Regions from separate parts of the Sus scrofa genome. Here all the other regions are linked to region 2. A link is a contact called in public HiChIP or PLAC-seq and promoter capture Hi-C data. All regions are on one chromosome and are shown on one strand. The core of a region is the stretch at or near the end of the contact, and the rest is flanking DNA. Distances in the headings are between cores, read along the strand shown.

Region 1 (4,329 bases), core at 1,266-3,765, 190 kb before region 2:
AGATAATGGAAGTATAACAGAATTTTCTAGATAATGAAAAGTCAAAAGTCAACTACATATATATAATTTCAAATAATAATATAACCCAGCAGGGAGGAGAGAGAGAATGCACTTCAGCTAAATTCCTCATTTCCTAGCAATTATGGTGGTTACCTAGAAGAGTACACAGTAGCTGTCAACAGATATCGCCTAATTTTAATCAACATATAACATACAAGTTATATGGTAGCTCTCAGAAAACCTAAAACCAAAAGAAATTAAAGATGATATATTCAGAAATAGCGACCTAAGCAAATTATTCAGCATTTCGGGAGGAATATCAGAAAAACTAAACATAGAAAAGGAAGGGGACTGGGGAAAGGGAAGATCTTTGTTTTTAACCATCTTAAGCTTTTTGTTTGGCTGGTTGGTTGTTTTGTTTTGGTTTTGTTTTTTAGGGCTGCACCTGCGGCCTATGGAAGTTCCCAGGCTAGGGGTGGAGTTACTACACCACAGCCACAGGGGATCCGCTTCCGTGACCTACACCACAGCTCATGGAAACACCAGACCGCTGAACCACTGAGCAAGGCCAGAGATGGAACCTGCATCCTCATGGATACTAGTCAGATTCGTTTCTGCTGTGCCACAACGGGGAACTCCTATTTTAATTTTTATTAAAATGATTAGGTATTACTTTATTATGAAAGACAATTTCATAATGGTATTATAAACATAATACATTATTAATATAATAGTAATATCATATAAAGAAGGGCATAACCAATGAGAGTATCTGTCGCTTCTGGCATGGTAATACAAAAGGACAGTAAATGCCACCAGACCATAAAACTCAGTGCGGGCACGAAGAGAGGAACAAGTATAATACATAAACATACTACAGAACACTCATGCTCTTTGCTGATTCTTTGTTCCCACATCATTATGGACTAAATGGCCGCTTTTATCACATAAACTTCTAGAGACATTTCATCTGCTGTACACAACTACTGAGCCATAAACATTCAAATCCCCTACTTTGAACATTTAAAGAAATGGGTGTGGGTGGGGTCTAAATTCATACATCGCGGGCAGGCGTCTACATGGGCATAACCTTTTTCACGGACTAACCTGGTAGTCCGTATCGAAATGGTTACACGTTGACCTAACAATTTCACTTCTCAGAATCTACCCTAGAGCGACTTGCCCAAATACTCAAAAATAACTCTATACACGGACTTTCAATTAAGCTATTACTGTTTATCACAGAGGAAAACGGAAAACAACCTAAATGCACATCGGAAGATGCAGGATATTTTGTTGCCATTTTAAAAATTAAATAATATCTATATGGAGTGACACTAAAAGGTACAACGCGTTGTTGAGCAAGAAAAAGCAAGACAGAGAATCGTAAGTTATACAATTTGTGCGTGAAACATAAATCCACACTGTTCAGCGGGTTTAGGGTATGCGGAGGAAACAAGTTTTTTACTTTGTACATGTAAATTTTTACTTTGTTTTCTTACAGCCAGCATGCACTGTTTTTATATTTTAAGAAACCAGAGCATATCTCAACTGTCAAATGAGATTTTAAAAACATCCAAAAAGAGAAAGGCTCAACGTCTTTCCATTAGCTCACTCTCAAATTTAAGGGGTGGGGGGAGTAGCATGTTGCTGTTTAGGGCTAGTGGAAAGGCTAGCTTCACTGATGAGGTCATTTGTGAGTGAATTAGGGCAAGAAAATGAGGGCACAGAGACAAGGCGGAGTTGAGGAGCGAACCCAGGAGCAGCCGGGGTTCAAGCAGCCCAGGGACCGGCCCAGAGAGGACGCGGAGGGAGCAGCGGGGCCGAGGCCCGGGCTGCGGGGTCCGGGCAGTGTGGGAAGGAGATCAGAGGGGCAAAGATCGAGGGGCGGGAGGCCAGAAACACAACCTCAGCCCAGGGAATCGGTCGGGAGCTGGCGGCGACAGCTGGGCGGGCAGAGAAGGGTCAGCCCGGGGCGCCCGGGAAGTTCTGGCGACTAGCGAAGCCCGAGAGCCGGGCAAGTGCCCAGGAGGCCGCAGCAGGGACTGTGGGGCTTGCCCCAGGCCGAGGCTGAGGCTGGGGTGCAGGTCGACTTAGCGCCCAGTACCTTCCCAGGAGAGCGCTCCTCCCTGCTCGCGCTTCAGGAACTTGTACCAGAACGTGTCCACGCGGCCCGGCTCCGCCCCGTCCTGCGCCGCCTCCAGCTCCACCTCCCCGAGCCACAGGCCCGGCTCCTGCAGCGCCAGCGCCCCCGGGCCCGCCGCGGTACCCGCCGGCCTCAGGCGCACGGCCCCGCACGGCTCCCAGTGCCCCAGCTCCGGCCGAGAGCCCACGACCAGCAGCTCCGGCCCGGGCCCGGCTACCGCGGGCGGCACCACCACCCCGAAGCGGAACCGCATGGCGGCGGGCGGGCGGCGCGGCTCCAGGTCCCAGTGCCCCTGTGACCCGCGGACGCGGCGATTGGGCGGCGGCGCGCGAGGCCTGGACGCGAGAGGATCGGGCGCCGGCGGGGACACGTGCGATGCTGCACCTTTTTTGGGCTGCATCACGCGGCTCAGGAGCCCGGGCCTGGTCCAGGCGGGAGCCTCGCCACCCGCCTCTCTGGGAGAAGGAGGCTGGCTCCCGTCCGCTGCCTCTTCCACCGGCTCCAAGGGCGCCTGGGGACGCGGCGAAAGCAAGGAGAACGGGGTTGGAAAAGGAAACATCTCATAAGCCTTGAGATTTTCCAATCATCTTTCCAAAGACTCGAAATTATCATTGTGAGGACCTTAAGACAAAGTGAATGGCATGTAGAAAGCAACCTCCACAGTAGTGAAGTTGGTTTAAGATCCTGCATCTGTATCTGGAGAGCTTTGCACCTTACACGGGTCACTTTCTCTCTCTGGGTCTCAGTCTTATCTGTAAACTGAAGGTATTAAATAATGATTTCTAAAGACCCTGTCAGCTCTAAAGATTGCTTGACTGGTGGAAGGGGCGCCATTCAGAACCAAGAGCTGATACAAAAACACAGTATTTTCCCTTGCCAGGACCAGTGTGATGCCTGACACGACACATGATCACTTTCTTTTTTGGAAAAACTATTAGGGGTATTTGTAGTAGGTGTAAAGTGGATTTAGAGTAAGAATGTTCAAGCCTTTCCAAGGTAAAACAAAACCAAAAAAAATGGTAATTCTGTGGCCATAAATATAAATGACTTCATAATTTTTAAATGGCATAACATAAAACTTTTTGCTCTCAGTAAAAGTCAGCATCTTTCTTTTCAACTTAAAACTTTTGTGTGCCCAGAAAACACAGGCTTATAGCTATTCGGTCAAATGAAAACTATATGGAGTGGGGGACTTAGGGGGGTGCCCTTTAATTTTTGTCACTGCCTTAAGAAAACCAACTGTCCTGTTTACTTGTTACTTTTTAATTCTTTATTAAAGTTGCTCTTGTGGTCGCCTTAACATTTCTGTGTTTACCAGGGCTTAACTCTCTTTTGCGAACTAAAGATACACAGAGATACTTTTTTTCCAGTATTTGAAGGCTTGTGAATAGTGGGGGGGGGCACCAAACTTTCATGCATTCATAAATAAAACAGAAAGAAGTACCAAAATGTAAGCCATACAAACTCAGTCTCTCTGTGGAACAATTAGTAAACTATTAATACATTTCACTTCTAAATATTGATAATTCCACTCTGTGTTTGGTTAGTTGCTAAGCTTAAGGATAAGCACAAAGAAAAATGAGGCCGGCAGGGCTGGCCAAGTACAGCTGATTCAATAGCAAAGCAGACATTAAATCACAGTGGAAAGTGAGTCAGTTTATTCAGACTACTATTTCAAAATATTCTCACAGTAATTTTAGAAAAGTAAGAGTCCTTTGGCCACGCAAGTGCCCTGGAAGCTGACAGTACAGAACTTTCTTGTGTTCTACCATGCTGCCTGTGTTGTGTACTTTTCAAATGGCATTATTCCCACCAGCTCTTCCAAGGGGAGTACTGCCTATTCTGCAGATGAAACAATAACAAATCCCCCAAAAATATATTTGTTCAACAGACATTATTTCCTTTTCTCCTTTCCCCTCATAAAGAGGTTGAGTAATTTTTTTTTTTTTTTTTTTTTTTTTTTGTCTTTTTGCTATTTCTTTGGGCTGATCCCGCGGCATATGGAGGTTCCCAGGCTAGGGGTCTAATCGGAGCTGTAGCCACCGGCCTAGGCCAGAGCCACAGCAACACGGGATCCGAGCCGCGTCTGCAACCTACACCACAGCTCAGCGCAACGCCGGATCGGTAACCCACTGAGCAAGGGCAGGGACCAAACCCGCAACCTCATGGTTCCTAGTCGGATT
Region 2 (4,623 bases), core at 254-2,753:
GTACATGCTAGTCATATAAACTTAGAAAATGGCCTTGTAAGATTTTTTCACCAGCAGATTCTGTTTTCCCCAAATCTTTCTGGCCTGAACTCTTAATAAAAGATCTGTTTCAATAATTCTGTAAGTACACTTCTTTAGGCAGGGCAAGAGGAGGATATACATAAACAGCACCTTTCAAAAGTAAACTGCCTTACTCTCAATTGCCAGCTTACTGGCTTGGTGAACCTTGTAAGTGCCAGGTTACAATATAGAAACACTTATTCTACTACTGCTCACTAATCCCCTGCTTCTAGCATGGTTATCTATTACAACCAACTAGTCTTTCTGGTGACTGCAGAGATATTACGGACCTTTTTGATTGATGAGAGTTTCATCATTCTTACTATCGCCCAACCCAATAATTAAAATAGCTGTACTGACTTTAAAATTACTTTTTGTTCAGTTAAAGACGCAAGCTAATTTAAATATAAGTAGGGAAACATCAAACATATAGGATTTCTACCTATCGGCTTATGTCAGTTCGGTTAGAAAAAAAGGCACAAGCTTAATGGTTATTATTTAATACTATTTAGCTGAGAGTGACCGTCAATCATCAGAAAACATATCTTGGATCAGAAAACTAGCCAAGGACCACGAGTCAAAATGTACAATGTTGCAAGTGTGGTTGACTCCGACTGTAATTAATCTGACTCCCGAGATAACTGAGAACTTTCAGACTAACTTGGAAGCCTCGGCCTTCCCTTTTACTACATTACAGCTCTGCACACCAAGAAGCTTGGCAGCTACCCGGTTCCAGTATCCAGAGGACATATACGCCGCGAATGGTGATACCCACTCAGTTTTCTTCCGAAAGACTCTAAGGCGGTTCGAGTGTCTGAGCAAGGCTGTCAGCTCCATATCGCTCCAGCAGGCCCGGCAAACAAGCTACCGCGAGGCGGAGGAGCGCGACCACAGCCCCTAGGACACTCGAATAAACACCCCAGGCCCCAACCCCCGGGGGAGAAACACAGCCTCCTTTCCCACGGCCCCACCTCGTCCCCGGGGAACCGCGACGATCCACAGGCCCGCACGTCTGAAATGGGGAAGGGTCGGGGGGGCTTCGCGCAGCGGCTCTCTCTCAGCCTTTTAGTTTCCTTGGCTCCAGAACAACCGAGTCGTCCCTCCCTGGGCACCTCTGTCTCTGTCCAGATACGTCTTCCGTCCCCGACCTCTGACCCCTGACCCTCCATCACCCAAGAGCCTACCTAGACTCGTTCTCCAAGCCCCTAGTGCCTCTCTGCACTAAGGCTCGGGGCCTCTAATGCCCCCGCAGATCCTGGGCACGCATTCGCCACCCACCGAACATCCGCCCGAGGTGGACGCACGCGTTTTACGCTGGTTTGTGTTGGGGTTCCCCGGGGGTGGGGGGCCAGACACCACAGCTTCTAGGTGCCGGGCGTGCGCTGGAGCGTAGGGTCAAGATGAACGCGCACGCCGGGGGCGCCCCGCCTCCTTTCTCCCGCAGTGGCTTCATGAGTCTTTTCTGCGCAAGTCCACACAGGTCAGAGACCATCCGAGGATACGATTGGAATCTCGCGATAGCGCTACTCGGAGCCTTTAGAGAACACAGGATTGGCTGGAACCCCTAAAGATGAGGCGGGGCCCTAGACCCGTTTGGAAGAGAGCGGGGAGGGAAGTGAGCCGGCCGGCCGGCCGAAGGGAGTGGCCTCCGCTTGAAGCGAGTGGTAACTGAAAGATTTATGGCTTTGAAAAGACAGAAGAGAATTTTGCAAACGCACCTTTTTTTTTTCATTGCTTCTATAAAGTGTCCATGAATTAGTTATGGATGAAGCTTATCTCCCTCAGAAAAGCTATTTTAAAAGACTTCCCAGGAAAATGTGAGGAGTATTTTAAGATCAGGGAAAAACCACACGTATTGTGCCTAAGTTGCCCTTCCAATGTGTAAGCCTTTTTCCCTTCTCTTCACTGAATGGTAGCCTCTTTTTCATGGAGGTAGGCTTATGCCTAGGTAACTCTGAAAAAACTGAGAGGCTGCAGAGCCAAGAGCCTGAAAAATAACCCCCAGGAAACCTCGGGCGCTCGAGTACCTAATACGGGCTCAGCATTATGCTGTGGAGGGGCGTCTTGGTCTGTGTGATCCCAGAAGCACAAAAGTAAGTTTTTGCCTAAGGGAGCATCCGATAGCTGCGGAGACGGTCCATAGTGGTCCATATTCGTAGTACAGAACTTCATGACAGACTTCTAAAGCTAGCCTAAAAGAAGCCATTTGTATTTACTAAACCACATAGAATTAAGTGGAAATCAGTTACCTTATCCAAGGCTTCATGAGGCAAGTTGAAAAAGTAGTGCTAATGCTGGAGCCTCCCCTCTTTGTTGGCGAACTGATCATTTTACTAAGTGCAAGACCTAATGGAAATGTAATTTGAAACTCCGTGTTTAAACGTGTATTGTGCTCTAAAAGATTATCTTTATAGTTTTATGTTACATCTCACCGTGGGAACAGAAAATCAAGCTCACTTTGAATGAGTCCAGCTGGGTGAGGCAGAAATATTTTAAAATAAGCATTGCTGGAGTTCCCATCATGGCTCAGTGGTTAGCGAATCCGACTAGGAACCATGAGGTTGTGGGTTCCATCCCTGGCCTTGCTCAGTGGGTTAAGGGTCAGGCGTTGCTTTGAGCTGTGGTGCAGGTTGCAGACGCGGCTCGGATCCCGCGTTGCTGTGGCTCTGCTCCAGCTCCGATTAGACCCCTAGCTTGGGAACCTCCATATGCTGTGGGAGCGGCCCAAGAAATGGCAAAAAGACCAAAAAAAAAAAAAAAAAAAAAAAAACCAAACAAACCAATAAGCATAGCATCATTTAATCTTTGTTCATCTTGATTGGGGTAATTAATCTCTATAGACATAATTTTTGTTATCCTGTACAAGCATTAAACTACAGATCCAGTTGTGTGTCCAGAGATATGATTTCAACTACAGAGATAGAATTTTATATGGTATCATGTGCTTACAATGAAAAGAAATTCTTTCTCTTGAATTTTCCAATGGTATGTTCAATCTTGTATCTGCAAAGTGCCCTGTATAGTCTGAAAAGTTCTCTATGGAGCATTGTTTTTCAATGTTAGAATCACCAGAGCTATTTTAGAAAATATGGCTCATTTTTTAACCTTAGCTTTCTGGAAGCTCCCAGCTGTTAAACAGCTATTCACCCATGACAACACTTGGCTCATCCACCCATTAGATGCTAAAGAGCTAAAAGCATTCCACAAGTGGGAATCACTTGAGTGGACATCAACCAATCAGGGGACCACTGAGTGTTCATAGAGTTTATTTCCTGAAACTGTAAATGTGACCAAAGTCAGGCCACTTTCTTCCTTGTGTGATCTCGTTAGGCCAAAACTACAGATCCAGTTCCTTTTGGGAATAGTAGCTTTATTCTAACTGTGCCTCTGACTCAGTTCGTCTATTTTAGAAAAGAATGTTGTTAAGTTGTTCTCAAGGAGGTGGACTAGTTGAGAGGGAGTGAATAAATGTAAATTTAACTTCTTTGGAGGCAGAAGCAGCCTAACTGATGATTTATAAGTAGAAGTTTATGTTTTGCAAAGCCCTGTCATGTTCATTTTTCTGTTTGATTCTTAGAAAGCTAATATGAGATATTTAAAATTTTCATTTTATAAGAAGAATCTGAGACAGAGAAATCTGGTAATTCGCCACAGTTTAACTTTAGGAGAACAAGAGGATCTAGAACTCCTCTTGACTCCTCTGTCTAGACTGTTTCCGCTTAAGTCATGTTGTCTATCAAATAAACAGTATTTTTACTAAACTTCCTAGGTTGCCATGGGATGAAGCAAATGAAGCAAATGAAGGCAAGAGGTGTGTAATTATTTGATGATATGGGGCAGTGCATATCAATGATAAGGATCATTCAGACCCAGCACTCCTTAATAGAAAGGTCATTAATAAACTTGATTGGGAAGTTTATTCCGTATTCTACTTTTTTTTGGCCTGTCGTCTGGAAGTGAAGTTGATGGCCACTCAGTGTGACTGAGGCTTGGCAGAGATGACTCTTTGTTTCCATCTTCTTTACTACCAACTTGTCTTAGGATGCTTTTCCTCCTCCTGAAAAAAATGAAAGTATGAGAGTTGAAGATACTATTTCCGAATGAAGTATAGTGTCCAAAGCCAATGTTAAAATGTATGTAGTACTAACAAAGAGAGTGTGAGGAGGAAACGTTGCCTTGGAAAATTGGTGCTGACGGGGGAGATCAGCTGTGTTGGAGTGAATGTATGCCAGGTCAAACAAACAGTAAACAAGGGACTGGATATATTTTGCTGTATGTAGCCTGACCACGATATGTTGGGTAGGGGGCAGGAGGTGTGTGACTTGAACACCAGTCTTCATGTTTAGAACTCCACAGTCTTTGCTTAAGCTAGCCATAGGTAGGTTTAACTGTTAACTTTCAATTTAATTTTTCCTTGGTGATTCAATTTCAGGTCAATTTTATTTCAAAGTCAAAAATTTCTTCTGTCTCCCCTGCTGCAAGCTCAACCTGCAAACTGAAAACTCTGCCTGTCATAATTTGTAGAGCAAAATGTGTAATCTGTACATAAAATGCTGCATTGGA
Region 3 (4,759 bases), core at 2,237-4,736, 140 kb before region 2:
TTTAATTCCTTAATCAACCCTGCAGTCTGGCTATAGGTTACTGACTACAGAAGCATCCAATTCAAAAAGAAAAGCAGCAGTGGTGTCTGCACATGTGCAGGTGCCTGAGTATGTATAACATAAGGATGGGAAGCTCAAAAAAGGAAGTGGTATCAAGCATACTTCTTTAATATTACAATTAATATGATATTAGATTAAAAAGAATTTTACTGAGAAAATAAAATGTAGCTTCAATGTAAGGCTAAGGTGGAGCTATAGACAGACTTGTTCAACTAGTTAATTATTATTACAATTAGGTCTACAATGGAAATTTTATATCTACCAATCAGTTTTAACTCCTCCAGAGCAAATCCCATCCTTCTTGTATAGTTGGAGGTACTACATAGTAAACACAAACATTTGCTGGCTGATTTACTGATCAGGTGCACTCAAAGTTTTAAAGACCATAATATTAAAAATCAGGCGTTGTCACTGCTGTGGCATGGGTTGGATCCCTGGCCTGGGAACTTTCACACACCACAGGTGCAGCCAAACAAAACAAAACAAAAAAGACTAAAAACCATAATAAATTTATAACTTCACTCAGACATTTTTAAAAACGGGGTGGGGTGGGATGATGAGACAAGATCAAAAATCCAAACTCATTAAATTCTCAACCCAAAGTACATACCCTACTGATAAATCCAAAATGGCTAAATGGGTTACACTGTATACACTCTTTTATTAAATTTTGGTTCTGACTTTCTATTTATAGAATGATGACCTCATTATATGGAATTTTGTTTTCAAGTTTTTACCCTTCCAGTTATGATATGATCAAAACATACATCTTCCATTTCTAAATATGGTTATGGATAGCTTGTTCCAAAGCGAAAGTTCTAACTATTTGCAACTGTTCTCCACTAAATAAGCAAATGGAATTACTAGAAACTTACATCAGAAATTAAAATAATAACTATAAATATTTAATACCCATACCAGAACTTATTTGAGCTGATACTCAGATAAAAATAATTCACCCAAATGGCAGAATTCAGCTTATTAAAATGGGCAGCATGCACAGCGGAATGGGCTTCCAAGGACTCTCAGCTTTGTCACCTTGAGGCAATTACTGAATGGTGAAAACAACCTAGAATTCTACAAAGGTCGATTATAATTAAGGGCGTGTCCAGTAGGATACAAACTTGTATTTCTCAGAAAACAGATATACCTCACTCTACACAACAGCCACATCTACATGCACAAAGCTTTATGTATAATCATTTTTAAATCAGGTCATTTATATGTAAAAAGCTTACTAAAAGCAGTCATATGAAGAACTATCTAATGCTAACACTACCACTCTTTTTTTAAAAAAAAAAAAGGACATACCCTTTTTGTAAAAGTTTTTCAGACTGGGTTGTGATTGAGGCATGCTTATCTGTATTTAACTATCTACTACCTACAGTGTCAAAACCACTACTAAACAAGGCCAATCTCACCTATTTCATCAAAATAAATTTGAAATGAAATAATATTTTATACAACCTTTTGACTGAAGACTTTAACATCAATAAATTCTACAAATACATTTTTCCACAGCATGCAGTAACTCTGTCTAAAGAAACAAAGTCATGGTAATTCAGTTAAAATTATTTATCTAAAACTATACAGAATAGCATATAAGGCTTATGTCATTAAAAGTTACATCTTAGCAACATATTATACCACATAGTAAAAATACATTAAACAGTGCCTATTTTGGTGACCTTAAAGTACCTCTCAACTATATACATTATCTCAAAATAGGCATTATTTTTCTTTAATAGCCTATTTTATTAGGACACTCTGCATTAAAAAGTCTCCAATGCTGGCCATAGAGAAATACTGGATTGAAATTAAATACCTAGTACACTTGGAATGCATAAGTTTGCCTATATCGGAAACTTCAGTTCTCTGATAACACTTACAAAACTCCACCCACTAACATTTCCAGAATCACGAAAAAACTATGTCACCGAATTAAAGGACCAAGTGAAAACAAACTGGCAATTTAAAAAGTTGGCAAAACATAATGTTATCCCCAATTAAACTTATGTAGTAAGAAACAGTGACTAAGCATATATAACAGTGATTCAGCGAAACCGTATACTAAAAAATTGAACCCCTAGCAAAACCCTAAACGTACATTTTATGCTACTCTTTCCCTTTTGCCGAGTCAACAACGGGACTGCTTTGGAAAAGCTTAATATGAGCAAAATGCAAAAACTCTGTTACTATAATTTACTACATCTCTTAAAGGACACAACACAGTATTGAAATAGAAAACAGAAATTAAAACCATAGTAAGCTTGGGGTTCTGTATCTAAAGTTTTAAGTTAATCTACACTAATATGAGAATGACCATAAATAACTTCATTTTGGATCAGAGTCAACAAAGTAATTATGGAATAAAAGGTCAATTCCTTCCCAAGCATCTTTTATCTGAGACTTACGACATGGCTCAGAAAGAAAAACAAGACACAGGGAGAGGGGAAAGGAGTACTAGAACCATGTAAACAACACGCTGTTCTGTCTCTATTCTTCAAATACACGAGTTAGAAACATACTCAAAGGAGATTATTTTGCATTCAACGTGTGCACCCTATGGCCCCCTTCCAAGCAATGGACTTCCACGAGACAGAACACAAATAACTTGGAAATGGTCATACCCCTCAAATCTATAAAATCAGGATGTTTCTCTTTCACAAGGGCTGAGGTTAAGACTTAGATCCTCTGACTTCCATGAATGGAAAAGTTACCAACTTCACTGGTCCCGTGGAGAGAGACGGCGGAGGATGCCTCCCAATCCTACTTTAACCCGTTAGTCCCCACGGAACGCAAGTTTCTAAACCGCCAAAGGAAAGAGAAGCCGGGTCTTCGAGGTTCTCAGGGTTTCCTAAGTTGAACGCCTGCTCCACCCCTTCTCAAAGCCCAGACACCCGAGGAGCCCGGGTGACACGGGGGTCGGCCCCCGGGGTCTGGGTCGCCATTTGCTGACGGCCTCCACTGCTGGCCGGGTGGCAGGCTGGGCGCCGACGCCCTCACGGCTCCAGGACCCCGGCCCCGCGACCCGTGAGGCCGGCACAGGGCCGTGTTTACTCCCCCCAGACCCAGTCCGCAAACCCCACGGCCGCCTCCGCCGCGGACCAAAGGCCTCGCCCGGCCCAGCCGCCGCCTCTGTCCCCGGCGCAGCCCGGGACGTGCCGGCCTCCCCTGCAGGCCTCCCCGACACTCACCGGCCGGCCCGGCCGAACCGCGGCCCAGGCCCTGGCTGCCGTGGCCGCCGTGCCCGGCTGCTCCGCGCTATCCCGGCGCCGCTCTGAGCCCCACACCCCCGCGCAGCCCGCCTCCTCCTTGCCTCTCTGCCCCGCCGGGCCGCCGCCTTCTCCCAGCTCCTCCTCGTCCAGCACTTCGGCCTCCTCTCCGGACAACCGTCTTCCCCGTGCGCCCCGCCCCGCCCAGTTCTGCCCCGCCCACCCAGCCAGGCCTGGGGGCGGTGTCTAGCCCGGCGGAGACGCGCACGCTGAGCTTGGCGGGGGCGCGCACGGCGCCCGCCCGCACTCTCTTTCGCTTCCCGGAAGCAACGTGGCGGAGAGTCACCGCTGGAGCTCCCTGAATCTCGCGCGTCCCACCGGGGGTTTCCGCTGGACCCTACTTGGTTCCTACCTTGCACGTCTACCAAATCCTGTTGGATGTTGGAAACTTGTATTCCTGAAAGGAATCCTAGACGCGTGCTTTTGGAATTGAGGAAAGAGGCCCAAGAAGAAAGTATTGTTTACCTCCCTAAATTGGAGAAGCAACCCAGGTCCCTTAACTCTGGGTGCAGTGGTCTTCCCATTAGGTCGCTCTCATTGAATCTTTGATGATCAGGCCTACCTGCAGCTGGCTGAGTGTGCAGGAGTCCTGTGACTTAGCGGATTCTTTTCGGCTTCTACTTCCTGGAGTCTGAGCTCAGCCCAGCAGGATTCAACCTTTTCTGCAGCCCTGGCAGAGCAGCCCACTAGTCTGCCTTTTGTGAGAGACTAATCCCCCACACAGACCATAGCAACGAGGTTGTCTACGTGGGAAAGGCGACATGATCTAGCTGGAAAGGTGGCTTGAAGCTTTTGTAGGATGCTTTACAAATGACTGAAGAAATATCACATGGCCATATTCAAAGAATTGGGGTCCATTTCCCCCTACTACCACCATGCCTTAATCTAAGGCAGAAGGACAGATGGAATAGTGATTCCGAGTGCTGAGAAACAGGTATCTCTCTTCCCCTCACCTCAACCACAGTGACCATCCCGTGGATCCTGGCCCAGCCCTAAAACAAGGAAAGGATAAGGAGAAGATGGCTGTGACCCCAGCCTTGCTGGTGGGGTCACAGGCAGAAAAGCAGTGTTTTGTAATACTTTTTTGTGACTAGGTGTGTCTAGGTAAAGATAGATCACACATAATTTGTCATGCTAAGAAATGGCTCTCGGACTTTAGATTTTTCAAGAACTTTTTTTTTTTTTAAGTCTGAAAAAGGAACTTTGTTTACTACCTTTTTATTGTAGTTAAAAAGACAGTAAAGGAGTTCTCTGGTGTCTCAGTGGGTTAAGGATCCAGCATTGTCACTGCTGTGGCTCTGGTTACATTGTGGCATAGGGTTGGATCCCTAGCCTGAGAACTTCTACATGCCAAGGGGTGTGGCCAAATATAAATTTAAAAAAGTAAAAAAGATGGTAAAAATTGGCCACTCATTTCCTACATG

The links. Promoter capture Hi-C pulls out the DNA fragments that hold promoters and counts their contacts. HiChIP or PLAC-seq counts read pairs in DNA pulled down with a chosen protein or histone mark.
Region 1: an H3K27ac HiChIP or PLAC-seq map of skeletal muscle shows a contact between it and region 2. The contact joins the promoter of EPM2A here to the promoter of SHPRH in region 2. A contact is called at or near these places in 1 of 5 promoter capture datasets (fetal liver), 1 of 47 Hi-C or Micro-C datasets (skeletal muscle) and 2 of 2 datasets of contacts at active chromatin or transcription factors (alveolar macrophages and skeletal muscle).
Region 3: a promoter capture Hi-C map of liver shows a contact between it and region 2, with 3 times the contacts expected there. The contact joins the promoter of FBXO30 here to the promoter of SHPRH in region 2. A contact is called at or near these places in 1 of 5 promoter capture datasets (liver), 5 of 47 Hi-C or Micro-C datasets (alveolar macrophages, brain, heart right ventricle and 2 more) and 2 of 2 datasets of contacts at active chromatin or transcription factors (alveolar macrophages and skeletal muscle).

What each region holds. Positions count from the first base shown.
Region 1 is chr1:19,804,851-19,809,179 of Sscrofa11.1, reverse strand. It overlaps EPM2A (laforin), which reads right to left and starts at 2,515. Exons shown (of 4, transcript XM_001927632.4): 1 at 2,108-2,515. The coding sequence starts at 2,399.
Region 2 is chr1:19,609,795-19,614,417 of Sscrofa11.1, reverse strand. It overlaps SHPRH (E3 ubiquitin-protein ligase SHPRH), which reads right to left and starts at 1,503. Exons shown (of 30, transcript XM_021087080.1): 1 at 1,245-1,503. It overlaps LOC106508827 (a long non-coding RNA gene), which reads left to right and starts at 3,834. Exons shown (of 3, transcript XR_002342504.1): 1 at 3,834-3,871; 2 at 4,493-4,623.
Region 3 is chr1:19,754,959-19,759,717 of Sscrofa11.1, reverse strand. FBXO30 (F-box only protein 30) reads right to left here and starts at 3,486. Exons shown (of 3, transcript XM_003121151.4): 1 at 3,380-3,486.